Linked DNA regions of Arachis hypogaea: region 1 is linked to region 2. A link is a contact called in public Hi-C data. All regions are on one chromosome and are shown on one strand. The core of a region is the stretch at or near the end of the contact, and the rest is flanking DNA. Distances in the headings are between cores, read along the strand shown.

The links. A called contact is a pair of places that touch in the nucleus more often than the background predicts.
Region 1: a contact with region 2 is called in a Hi-C map of an unstated tissue, with 2.3 times the contacts expected there. The contact joins the enhancer-like site here to the promoter of LOC112792537 in region 2. A contact is called at or near these places in 3 of 8 Hi-C or Micro-C datasets (leaf and an unstated tissue).

Annotation. Positions count from the first base shown.
Region 1 is chr13:143,716,462-143,722,875 of arahy.Tifrunner.gnm2.J5K5, reverse strand. No RefSeq gene overlaps it. Among protein-coding and RNA genes, the nearest start is that of LOC112792538, 6.9 kb to the left of the region's middle. Within about 2 kb of position 3,200, at least 2 of the 3 cell types and tissues checked have open chromatin away from gene starts, as enhancers often do.
Region 2 is chr13:143,681,664-143,688,017 of arahy.Tifrunner.gnm2.J5K5, reverse strand. LOC112792537 (probable inositol transporter 2) reads left to right here and starts at 3,042. Exons shown (of 5, transcript XM_025835811.3): 1 at 3,042-3,676; 2 at 3,764-3,834; 3 at 5,726-6,061; 4 at 6,160-6,354. The coding sequence starts at 3,544.

The DNA.
Region 1 (6,414 bases), core at 1,951-4,450, 35 kb before region 2:
GTAAAGAGATAGAGATTGAAAGACTGGTATTGAAAAACAAAAACTTAGAGATGAAATAAATTTCAGTATTCTATTTGGTGCAAAGTGAGAGAGATAAAAATTGAAATAAGAATGAAGTTTTAATTTAATTTCTAGAAAGAATAAAATTAAAATTAATTAATTGAAATAAGAATATTTTAGGTATAAAATATTATTAAAATTTCAATTTATGTTTTTAAAAATTTCAGTCTCATGTGTCCCCATATTTTGGAGCTACGGAAATACTGAAGTTTTAGAGACATAGACAGAAATTTTAATATCAATTTTTGAGCCAACAAACATGATATTAAGACTCGGTCTCCCAGTCTCTATTCCAGTACCTCAAAACAAACTTTACCTAAAAATACCATGATCGAAGCAGGGGAAACGTATTTAACATTTAAGCATACACAAAACAGGAAGCGGCCACACAAATGGGCTCATTTTTGTGGACCAGATGTCATCGTTGCAGCCCATGCGTATCTGTCGGTGTTAACCCAACAAAATTGCAGACCATGGACTAATTCTCATTTTATCAAGTTTTTCAATTGAAGCCCAAAATGACAAAATACTTCGCCCTTCGCAAAACTTTATGGTCTAACTATAACCATGGAAATATCCTGTCCACGAAAAAAAAAAAGAAATCTAAACCTAAATTCCATTCATAAGAATAAAGGAACTGGAAAATCAATAAATCAAAGCATTAACAAGAAGATGACTAAAAAAATCATTAAAAAGAATAAGCATCAAACTTGTTTAGTTATTTCCTTTTCACATGTTAATAGAAATGGCATTAGGGTAACATATAAATTGGTTTAATTGACTCTTGTCCATCCGAACACATGGATAGAAGAAATTCCAAATCATATTTGTAATTTGGCTCTTTTTGACATTATAAAATATGAATCCGATTCATAAATGATAACTATCTTAAAAAAAAAAAAAAAGAATAAGCGTCAAAAAGACAAAAACCAATCAAAGAGGCACTAACTATGGTGATTCTGCTTGTGACACCTTCTACCACATTTCATGCTGCTTTAAAAAACATTATAAAAGGGAAGTTTGCATTAAATTCTAAAAATAGGCATTGGAAATCATGATAATAAATACATTATTGGTCTGAAAAAATCATATCAACTACCTACTAATGAGAAGGACTCATCACTTGTTCACTTCCTAAACATGTTTGTATTTTATTATTCGTTTTCATTTAACGTAATGATAATTAAAACTTTCGAGGCAAAGATCACACGCCTAGGCTAGAAGAACAATTCTGGGGTTGTCATTTCGGGTTATGATGCCGAATATTAGGTATTAGTTTTTTAGAAAAATATTTGTAATCAGACCAAAAGACAACTTTTGCAGGATGTGGTTATGGTTGGCTTCGCTAAACAAGAATCTCGAAAAGTTCTTGCCTTCTATGATGTAAAGCAAGATTTTAGGAGGAAAAAAGAGTTCTTGTGATTTTTACCAAAAATTGAATAAATGATTAAATTAATCTTCAAAAGATTATTTATTTTTTAAATTAATTCTTAAAAGATTTTTTTAATCAAATTTATTCTTTAAAAATTTTAAGTTAATCATTTTAGTTCTTCTGTTATTTTCTTTACTAATGACATAAAAAATTATTGACGCTATAACACATATCTAGTAGTTTTAATTAGCAGTTATCATAATAAGTTTATGAAATTAGATCAAATCAACCTTAAACTGAGGGATTCTAATGCCTCAAAATTTTCCTTCAATTAGGTTTTTATTTAATCTAATTTCATAAACTTATGATACTAATAATCAATTAAAACTTTTATGTGTGTTGTCACTTAATGTTTCACATTAACAAATTTTGATGTTGTCAATAAAAAAAATAGCAAAAGAACTAATTCAATTAATTTAAAATCTTTTAAGATGAATTTAATTAAAAAAAAATTTAAAAAACTAATTTGAAGAATCATTGATCTTTTAGGAATAAATTTAGCTATTATCTCTTAAATATAAGATCTTGTCTTTTCTAGAATCTTACTGTGACATACATGGAAAAAATATCATGTGCATATTAAAAATTAGTTACTATGTATTCATATATAAATATATGTGTTATTTAATTTATTTTTATATATTTTAACATATATTTTATATTAGTGATTAATTTTTTGTATATACGTAATATGGTTAATATATATAATATGTATAATTTTAGGAGAAAATTTTTTTATATAAAAACTTTCAGTTATTAATTTCATATAAAATGAACTGAACATGAATTTTTATCATAATTTTATAGTTGTATTGCATTACAAGTAATTCGTCTATTTATAATGATAATTCCAAAATAAAAAACATTTAAAAAATAATAAAAATTCAGTTTAAAATTATTTTATTTATATTTTTAATTATTGTTAAATAAGTACATAATATTATCTAATAAATATATAATTATAAATATTATATTAAATTAAATAACTTTAAATTATTTTTTTAACTGTTCTTGTAATTAGAACTAGAAAAATAGCAGTATAGTATTATTTTTGTGGGCAGAACATATATAATAAAGTTCTGGAAACTAAAAGTAAAATAAAGTATGTTGGAATAAGAAAAAGAGAATATTAATTTTAAAAAATTGGAGTAGATGCATGCATGAAATGAAGCATTCTTTTTCTTTGGGTTACCTAATTATTGGTTTAACCAATTTGAGTTAGTACGAGTGGTCAGTTTATTTATTCGCTTAAATAAATATCGGGATTCGAATTTCATTTTGTACATACAACAATGTATTAATTAATAACAAACTTTAAATAGAATTCAGATTTACGACGCATTAGTTCTTAACCTGTCCTATTAAAAGATACTATGCATAATGAAAAAAACCTAGTTATTGGTTTTTGATAAAGGGGAAAATCACTTTCTTGGGACCGATTCTTGTTCTTTCTTTGCCAGATTCTGGAAAATGGAAAGGGGACAACCTGGAAACCGTGATGAATAAGTAAACACAGGAACACCATGCCCTTCCACTTCATTCATTCAGACCTTTTCGTTCTTTCCCTTGCTCTGATGAAAAAGTTTCGGATTCTAGGTATGATTTTCGTCTTTTTTTTTTTCAGTAATGAGGCCGGTAGCCCGACCCACATAATGGAAACCTATTATAGCAATCACTACTGAGCCACATTGAGGGGCGTTACCTTTTTTTGGGCTTGGAAGAGCGTGACGTTGTTTCACTAATAAGGATATTAAAAGCCCAATGGTAACTGTATTTTCAACTAGGTCCGGTCAGTTAACTTTAATATATTGAAATAAATAAATATATAACCAAATTGAGTTGGTTTAGTGGTTAGCTCACTAGTTCGCTTAAGTAAGTGTTGGGGTTCGAATCCCGCTTTGTGCATGCAGCAATCTATTCTCTTAAATGGAGCTTAGTATGTAAGAGGTTTGAAGTAATAAAATGTTATATTTAACAAATAAATGAATCGCATTTCGGACGTTAATATAATTTTTTCAACATGATAATGAAGTCTAAAATAAAACAATAGTCATGGTGTGCTATGACCTAAAACTAAAAGTCTAGAACAAATTAGGGAAACAAAAAATCTAAAGTGGAAAAATCTGCAAAATAATAAAATAAAAATTACTATTAAATTTATAACTATTATATGTGAATTTTATAATTTCAATTTAAAAATAATATATTTTATTTTATTAATTTCCTACCTTTAGAGGAGTTTGATCCAACAAATTATATGTATTAAGAACCTTCTCTACTTAGCTAGTAGTCACCTCATTTACGGTCATCTATATATGATGTTGACTTTTTTCTTCCATATGCAGGGTTAATTGAATAATTAAGGGCTAAATTATTAAAGTGTATGAATTGTGCATATTCACATTTTCTTTTATAAAAGGACAAAGGAAACAAGAAGAAAACATTTGTGGAAAGGTTTAAGAGCATGAATGAAGTATGAATACAAAAGGGAGAAGAATAATTGAGTGATCCAAAATCACATGTATAGTAGATATGAGAAGATAATTTTGCTTCTATTGACTGAATTTTTTAGGCTCTATAGTCTTATATCTAATAAATACAGATATTTTTTACGGAGTTATCATGTTTAGGTGTCAAATATATTTTAAATATAACACTTATTTAATATTTGTCTGATACGCATATTTTTTTGTATTTAACTGTATTTTAACAAAAAATAAAAATATTTTTTAAAATTATTTGAACACATTTAAATATCATCACATATTAGCATATTTAATTTTATTCCTAACATATATTCTTGATATGAATTTAAAAATAATATATTTTATTATTTATTAAAAAGTTTAATTATTCTGTTGATCCCTGTAATTTTACTAAATTTATAATTAAGTTCTTATACTTTTTTTCTTTTAATTAGATTTTTATATTACTTTTAATTTTATAATTAGATCATTTTTTGTCAAAAATATTAAAAATAACGGAATATTTTTCTCAAAAAAATATGGTAAAAGATCTAATTAGATTCTTAATTGTTAATATCTTTAATTTTTTTTAAAATTACATTAATTTTAATATTTTTTACACTAATAAAGATCTAATTTTAAAATTAAAAACAGTATAAAAATTTAATTGAAAGAAAAAATAGTATAAATATCTAATTGCAAATTTAGTAAAACAATAGACATTAACAGAATAATTAAATTTTATTAAAACAAAAAATTATTTTAAATACTTTATATAATTAAAAAATTATTAAAATAGTTAAAAATTAATTTTTTTAATATCAATAAAATATTAAAACATCATTAATTATAACTTATTTAAAAAATATTTTATATTTTATATGTATATTGTGTTTTTCGTATCTTATAAAAATATAAAATTGGTGTATTTCTATATTTCATATCGTATCTTGTATATTGTCCGTGCATCATAAGTCTATATATATATATATATATATATATATATATATATATATATATATATATATATATATATATATATATATATATTACTAATTTTACAACTAAAATATGTTACATATCACTTCTTTATTACAATTGAAATCAAATATTTTTCTTTAAAATTATAGAGTTATCTCCTCCTCCTCTATTCCTTTCACCCTTTTTCAATCTCTCTTATTGCTTCACCCACTTTATCTCTCTTATATATTATTATTAATGACTAAATATAAATATGTCATAAAATATTATTTCATTACAATTAAAATAAAAAATATTTTTTTAAAATTAACAAACTTCATATCTTCTTCTCCTTCTCCTTTTTCTTTATCTTTTTTTCTCTTATTTTCTATCTCTCCCTATCTTTCTATTCTACAAAAATTAAATTAATAAAATAAAATAATTAAAAAAATATCTAGTAATATTATTCAAAAATATATTATTGTTATTATTATTATTGTTATTATTATTATATACATATTTTTTTCGTAGTTTATCTTTTTAATCTATATTTTCATTTCTCTTTATTCAAATATTTATTAGATATAATTTAAAAAAAATATTGATGTTGTGATTAATAATTAGAATCAAGATTCAATTGTTTTAAAAAATTAATTTTAAGTTAATTTTATCATTATTAATATAGATTTTACAACCAAAATGTATTATATATCATTTTTTTTAATACTAATTAAAATCTAATTATATATATATATAGAGAGAGAGAGAAAGAGAGAGAGAGAAAAAGAGAAAAATATTATTTTTAAATAACATGCATACAAATTAAGTATTTTTATTTGTACAATAGACTTAACACTTAATCAAAGGTAAAATATAAAAGTATACGTATTAAATTTTTTCAAATTTTAGATAATAAATATTAAAATTAATTATTAATAAAAAATTAAACCATTTCATATCAAAATAATGACTAAAATTTTTTTATTTATTTATATTTTATTTACAAAGATTTTAGTCTTTTTAATCGATAAAAATTTTTATTTTTTACAATTTTTTTGTAAAAATAATTTAATTTTATAATTTTGTTAATCATAATCTATAATATCAAGATATATAAAGTCAGCATAAATTCAAAAAATTTATATTTTTATAGTATTATTACGGATAAAAATATTAATTTAACGATAATCTTGGTAGACAAATAAAACAATTTTTCACACGGAAAAGAAAGACAACGGAGAGATTAGAAAAAGTTGTCATAATTGCATTAAAACCTTAATATAAACGTTGCGAGTTTTACAATTATATAAAGATATAGGCTATGTTACATGCATATTAAAATCAATTATTAATAAAATTAACTACTAGTATAAAATATATATTAGAGTATAAATATATATTAAAAATAAATTAAATCACATATGTATTTATACATAAATATATTAGTAACTGATTTTAGTGTACAAATAATATTTTTATAAAAATTTATGCAGTTAT
Region 2 (6,354 bases), core at 1,793-4,292:
AAGCAATTTTTAAATTGATCACTATTAAATATCAAAAGTTAAATAAAAAATTATTATAAATTAAATTTAATAATTTAATAAAAATAAATAATAATAATTATTATTATTATTGTTATCATATATTACTCTAAAAAAAATGTCGAATTATAATAGTGATAGTTGCCCTCACAAAGCCACAACGATGTACGTAAATCCTTCTCCTTTTCCACCATCTCATTGTAACATCCTTCCTCTGACCGATTCTTGCAATGCAAAGAGTCTGAATCTCCTTCACTCTTCTTCATTTTCTTCCCTGTTTTTTTCGAATTCCAATACTAACCATATTTTATCTTTGATCATGAATTAATAATTTAAAAGTATACTCCAATTTTGTTAGCATTATTTTGATCGTTATGAAAAAAAATTAGTGTTGATAAGAACCGTTAAAAGACATTAATGATTGAAAAACAGAGAAAAGTAGTTTAATATCATAATTATATATATTAACGACATATAATAAAAAATTTGTCAAATGAACAAAACTTTTTGGGGTGACCTGAAAATAAACCTGATGTTCTTTTTTTTTTAAATGAAGTTTATATCTTAAATTGGATGGAAATAGCTAGGTTGAGGTTTTCAAAAATGCACTTTACCATATTGAAAAGCAAAAATAATGATCATTTCGGCAATTGATTTTATTAGGGAACCAATTTTTGAATTAATAATTGGTTAATAAATCATTAGTGGATAAACAAAAACTAAAGAAATTAAAACATAAAAAATATTAACTAAAAGAAATTGACTTTTAATATTTTAATTTTTGACGTATCTTTATGATCGATAGGCCAAAAATTAATCTGCAGTAGATCATAATTTTATTTAAGAAATTGTCGTTGGTCAATGAATTGCTGCATACACAAAATGAGAATTCAAACTCTAACACTTATTTAAGCGAATTGGTAAACTAATTATTAAATCAATCTAATTTAATTATTTTCTTTCAGTATTTTTAATTTTCATTTGTGAATATATAATTTTCCTATACACGGAAAATTCCTTGCCTTCTTTTTGTTCGCCTTACTTACATGCATTAAATTTGTGGCCAATTTTGACAGCAAGAAGATATTTGTACAAATAATATTATCGGGTGAGAAGGGGAAAAATATGAACATACATGATATATATAGAGAGAGACACACACTTGCGTATAAGATATGCTAATTACAAATAGTACAACCATATATAGTATATGACGATACGCACAGGAGAAAACGAGTAAGAAAACAAAAGATGGGAAGGGTAATATATGATGTACTAAGAGGTAATTTTAGTGGTTAGCTGTCATATATGTTGAGTTTTACATAATAAGCAATGCGACAAATGGACGTATAGACAAGTAGCTTCCCATAAATACAAATAGTCAGATATTACATATTCTTTACAATTATATTATGGTACGTACCCTTTAAAAACGAGTTTCCGTGCTTTAATTTGTTTGCCATGCAGAACAAAGGTATATCTTATTCTTCATGTGCATTTGTTCTTCGTGTTGTGCAGTTTTGTTTGCATTCTCATCTTGCTTCCTTTTCTTGGATTGGTCAAGCAGTTATTATTTTTTATTAGGGAAAGTACTGGAAACCAATGGCTTAAGCGTACAATGCGCACAATGTAGGTTTAGGAAGTATTAGAGATATAATCATTAGTGTTACATTGTCCTATTAGGTTACACTTTTAGGATGAGTGATTTCATAATCTGATATTAGAGTTATAGATCCGAAAGGTTAGGAGTTTCATCCTTGTTGAATTCTAAAATCAGCTTAAATTGTTCATTTTATTCATAGATCAAAGATTTAGCCCGTTGTACACATTCTACACTTAGGTCATTAATTTTCTAGCACTACCCTTTTTATTATTATAATAATAAGAAAAGTCACGGATAATGAATATTTAGAAAAAATATATTTATGAATAAATATAAGAAATTAATTTTTACTTGGTCAACATTAATAAGTCTTTTTATTATAACTTTTTTATAATTCTATTTTTTAGAGAGTTTAGAATTAGAATTATATATAGATAAAGTTATAACTAGAGCTACAATAAATTGTGAAGATAAGATTTCTTTGCTATAATAAATATGATTAATTTTGTGAATTAAAATACAGATTTTGTCATGGACGTTATTTTTAAAAAAATATTTTTTTTAATGATTTTTTAAATTTTTTTTATAAAAATAAAAGTAATTTTATATTTGAATATTTCATGTAAAAAAATTTTGTTATTTATCAATTATGTTTGAGTAAAATAAGATAAAAGTATTTTTTGTTTATTTATTATATAAAAAATATCTTTTAAAAAAAGATGTAAATTATAGTTTCTTAAAAAATATTTTTTTAATTTTTATAGTATTTTTATTTTTACTATTAGAAATTTGTCAAATATATTAAAAAATATTTAAAAATTCTTTTTTAAAAATTTATCCAAATATAAAATAATTTTTATATGTTAAAAAAATCTGTTTTAAAAAAATGAAAATAATAAATATTTTTTTCAAAAACCAATCCAAATTAATCTTTAATGACAGCCAAACAAGTAAAAAAAACTTTTCTTATTACTATTAGAAAAAGAATCTTTTATTACTTAAGTTTGTTTTCTTTAACTAATTATGTATCTTAAGAAAAACTAACACAAGTCCAACTATACAAATTGTTTTTAATAACTATGCACATATTTATCATTGATGATAAGATGTGATCCCTTCTTCTTCGATCTGTACTGATGGATAATAATGTAAAACAAATTTATCAGTTATCACTTGTTACTGATAAAAGGTAATACCTTCTTCGGTTACTAATCGATAATAATCGATAATAATGTAAAACAAATTTATATTTTTAAATTAATATTATAAGAATTTTTTTATTGGTAAAACAGTGAAAAATTTAAACTTTAGACTTTACGTATAATATAACAATAAATTTTCTCATCAAATATATTAATTTTTATTTTTACATATACCAATTTTAATATATAACAATGGCAATCTTTTATTAGTTGTGTATTTTAAAATATAATTTCATTTAATGTACTCATTCATTATATCCATAATTATCTTTCTTTATTTAATTTTTGACCAATAATTCATCTTAATTCAGACATATGCACAAAACATACATATTTTATTTCTAGATGGAATTATCTTTTTTCAAATTAAATTTAAAATTTTAAATTCCTTTTAGAGAAATAAGGGAGAAAAATTCTAATTTAAGATATTTCAGTTGTTTTTTTGTTATTAAATTTTTAAAAAGATGAGGATTAGTTTGGTTCTGGAGTGTAACCTCCATCTATAAATACATGCGCACCCTTCATATCTCTGCTACATCTGACTTCCTCTAGCTTTCTCTCTTTCTCTCTCTTTATCTTGTTCTCTGAATTTGAGGAAGACCTTGATAATTCTTCTCATATTCTCTTGATAAATTTCCTCCTAATTTCGTGCTCTATTTGTGTGAGTGAGTGGTGAGTACACCTAAAGAAGGGTAAGGATCAAAGAAGGAGGAGGAGCTAATGGAAGGAGGAGTACACAAGCCTGATGCTTCGGCCTTCCGCGAGTGTTTGTCTCTCTCGTATAAGAATCCTTACGTTCTTCGCCTGGCTTTCTCAGCTGGAATTGGTGGCCTCCTCTTCGGTTACGACACTGGTCAGCACTCACTCTCTCTTCACAACATTATTATATCATTATTACGGTTACTACTAATTCATTATATCTCAATTATCCTCCTTGCAGGAGTTATTTCGGGGGCTCTTTTGTACATAATAGATGACTTCAAAGATGTTGATAGGAAAGTTTGGCTTCAGGTACTTATTACTAATCTGTTTTTTTCTTTTTTTTTTTTTAATGGCCTCGCATCGCATAGTATAACAACAATTCAAAACTAACAAACAACCAAGTCTCACATAAAAAAACAAACAAACAAACCACATGCTTTTAAGTTTGATATAATTTAACCATCACTTCGGCCAATGCTGCTTAACTTTGCCATCTTGTCGTTCTCAGTCTTCACGGGAACTGATCTTCTCAGTCAATTAATTATCACATTTTTCCTCCCTCTCTGTTTTCACTTTGATTTTTTCATCAATTTGTCGCGAATCCTGTTTCCTTTTCTTTTTTTTTCTTTTTATTTTATTTTATTTTTGACTGCGAATTTTATAATCACGGATTTCTCGCAAAACGTTACAGATTTGTTATTTTTATTTCTGGAAAATGTTTTATCTGTTTTGATTTTACGGAGATTTTTCCGGAACGGAATTTATTATTATTTATTTTCTATGTCATTATGTTTTAATTTCCAGACTGGTATTTATTTAGTTTCTATTATCATCAATTAAAGAATTGCAAAATCGTCACACTAAATATAGAAGATCACATGCCAATTGCATTCATAATTTTTTGTTGTAACATTATTATTGTGCCAATTATTTCTTTCTCATCTGAACGTTAAAGAAATCAGATTCCAGGCTACCGAATTCCTAATTTTTATTATTCATCAATTCCTGGAAAGCATAGTAGCTTGTTACCGTAGATAACAATAGATGGGACCCAAAGAGGCAAAAATTGATAAAAAGAAGCCAATTGCTATTAACTCCACGAATTTTTTTAGGAAAGATATCTCCACACTTTAATTATGAAGATGTCATGTCTTTTTTATATGAACAATTTTTTTTAATTCTTTTCAACTAAAGGCATGGTTTGTTCTTTTTCTTTCAATACTTTTTTATCAATATGTTAAGTGTAACTTATTAATCAATAAACAGATAGAAAATATTTCAAGCTTAATAATGGTTATTTGATAGTTAATGAGTCTCTCTATCTTTCGTAGTGTTTGCTTTGAGATAAGATTGACTTTACCCTCTTTGTTTTGGTTAAAGGATGAAAGTGATGTTATTGTTAGAATCTCTAATTTATCTGGGGCTTGTTTGAATGATTCTTTGAAAATATTTTTTAAAAGAGAAAATATAGGAAACTAATTTTTTGTTAGTTAATATTATTTAAACCGTTTTATTTTTAAAAAGATTTCGAGTTTAGATTTTATAATTTAAGCTTTAAAATTTAAGATAAAAAAATAGTTTTAAAAATACTGATCGATATTAGCCTAAAAAAGTTAGTTCCTAATATTATTTTTTAAAGGGAAAAAACTAAAATTTGTTTTTTTTTTTCGGTAAAAAATTTTTTTTTTTAAGACACCAGTCTACTTGGTTTTTTTATTCACGGTCTCTACCTCTTGGGAGAGATAATACAAGGCCCAAACACTAAAACCCACAAGTGCATCCTCTAATATTGAATATCAAATTAGGCCCTAAAAACAATGTGTTTTTTCACTTCCAATGTTTTTGAAAACTTCAAGACCCGGAAATAATCTTTTTTAATCTAAAATACCAAGAGATGACAATAAGGTGTTACCTCAAAGTGCTGTTAATATTGATTAAAGTTTTAGATTCCTAATATTTTTTTGGAAAGATACAGGTAGACAATGAAAATACTAAATAATAAGAATGTACTGTATTCTTAACTTATTGAGCCAATTTTAGAGTTTATTATTTACATTGTTTATAAAAAATCATTATCTATCAGCAAAGTCTTTTTATTTTTTATTCTTATTATCCATGTCCTGAACTTGAAGTAAATGCATTTTGTGTTAGTTGTAATGGTGTAACGTTGATATATATTTGTTATTAAACAAAATTTCAGGAAGCTGTTGTAAGTACGGCAATAGCTGGAGCAATCATAGGGGCAGCAATTGGTGGATGGATCAACGATAAATATGGAAGGAAAATCGCCATCATGCTTGCAGACTTGCTTTTTTTACTTGGCTCTGTAATCATGGCTGCCGCACCCTCCTCCGCCATTCTCATCGTAGGCCGAGTTTTTGTTGGTCTCGGTGTTGGTATGGCTTCCATGGCGTCTCCCCTCTATATTTCCGAGGCTTCGCCAACCAAAGTCCGTGGTGCACTTGTCAGTCTTAACAGCTTCCTCATCACCGGCGGCCAATTCCTCTCTTACCTCATTAACTTGGCATTTACCAAGGTTAGATAACATACCACCCATGTGTTATGTTTTATTAGAAATCATCATAATATTATTGGCCACGAAAGATCTAAAACATATTTTGTGACTTGATTCAGGCACCAGGGACATGGAGGTGGATGCTTGGAGTGGCAGCAGCACCTGCCTTAATTCAATTGGTGCTAATGTTTTTTCTTCCTGAATCACCCCGCTGGCTCTACCGAAAGGGGAAGGAAGATAAAGCAAAGGAGACTCTGATCAAGGTTTATCAAGAAAAGAGTCTGGTTGATGCAGAGGTACAAGCCTTGAAGGAA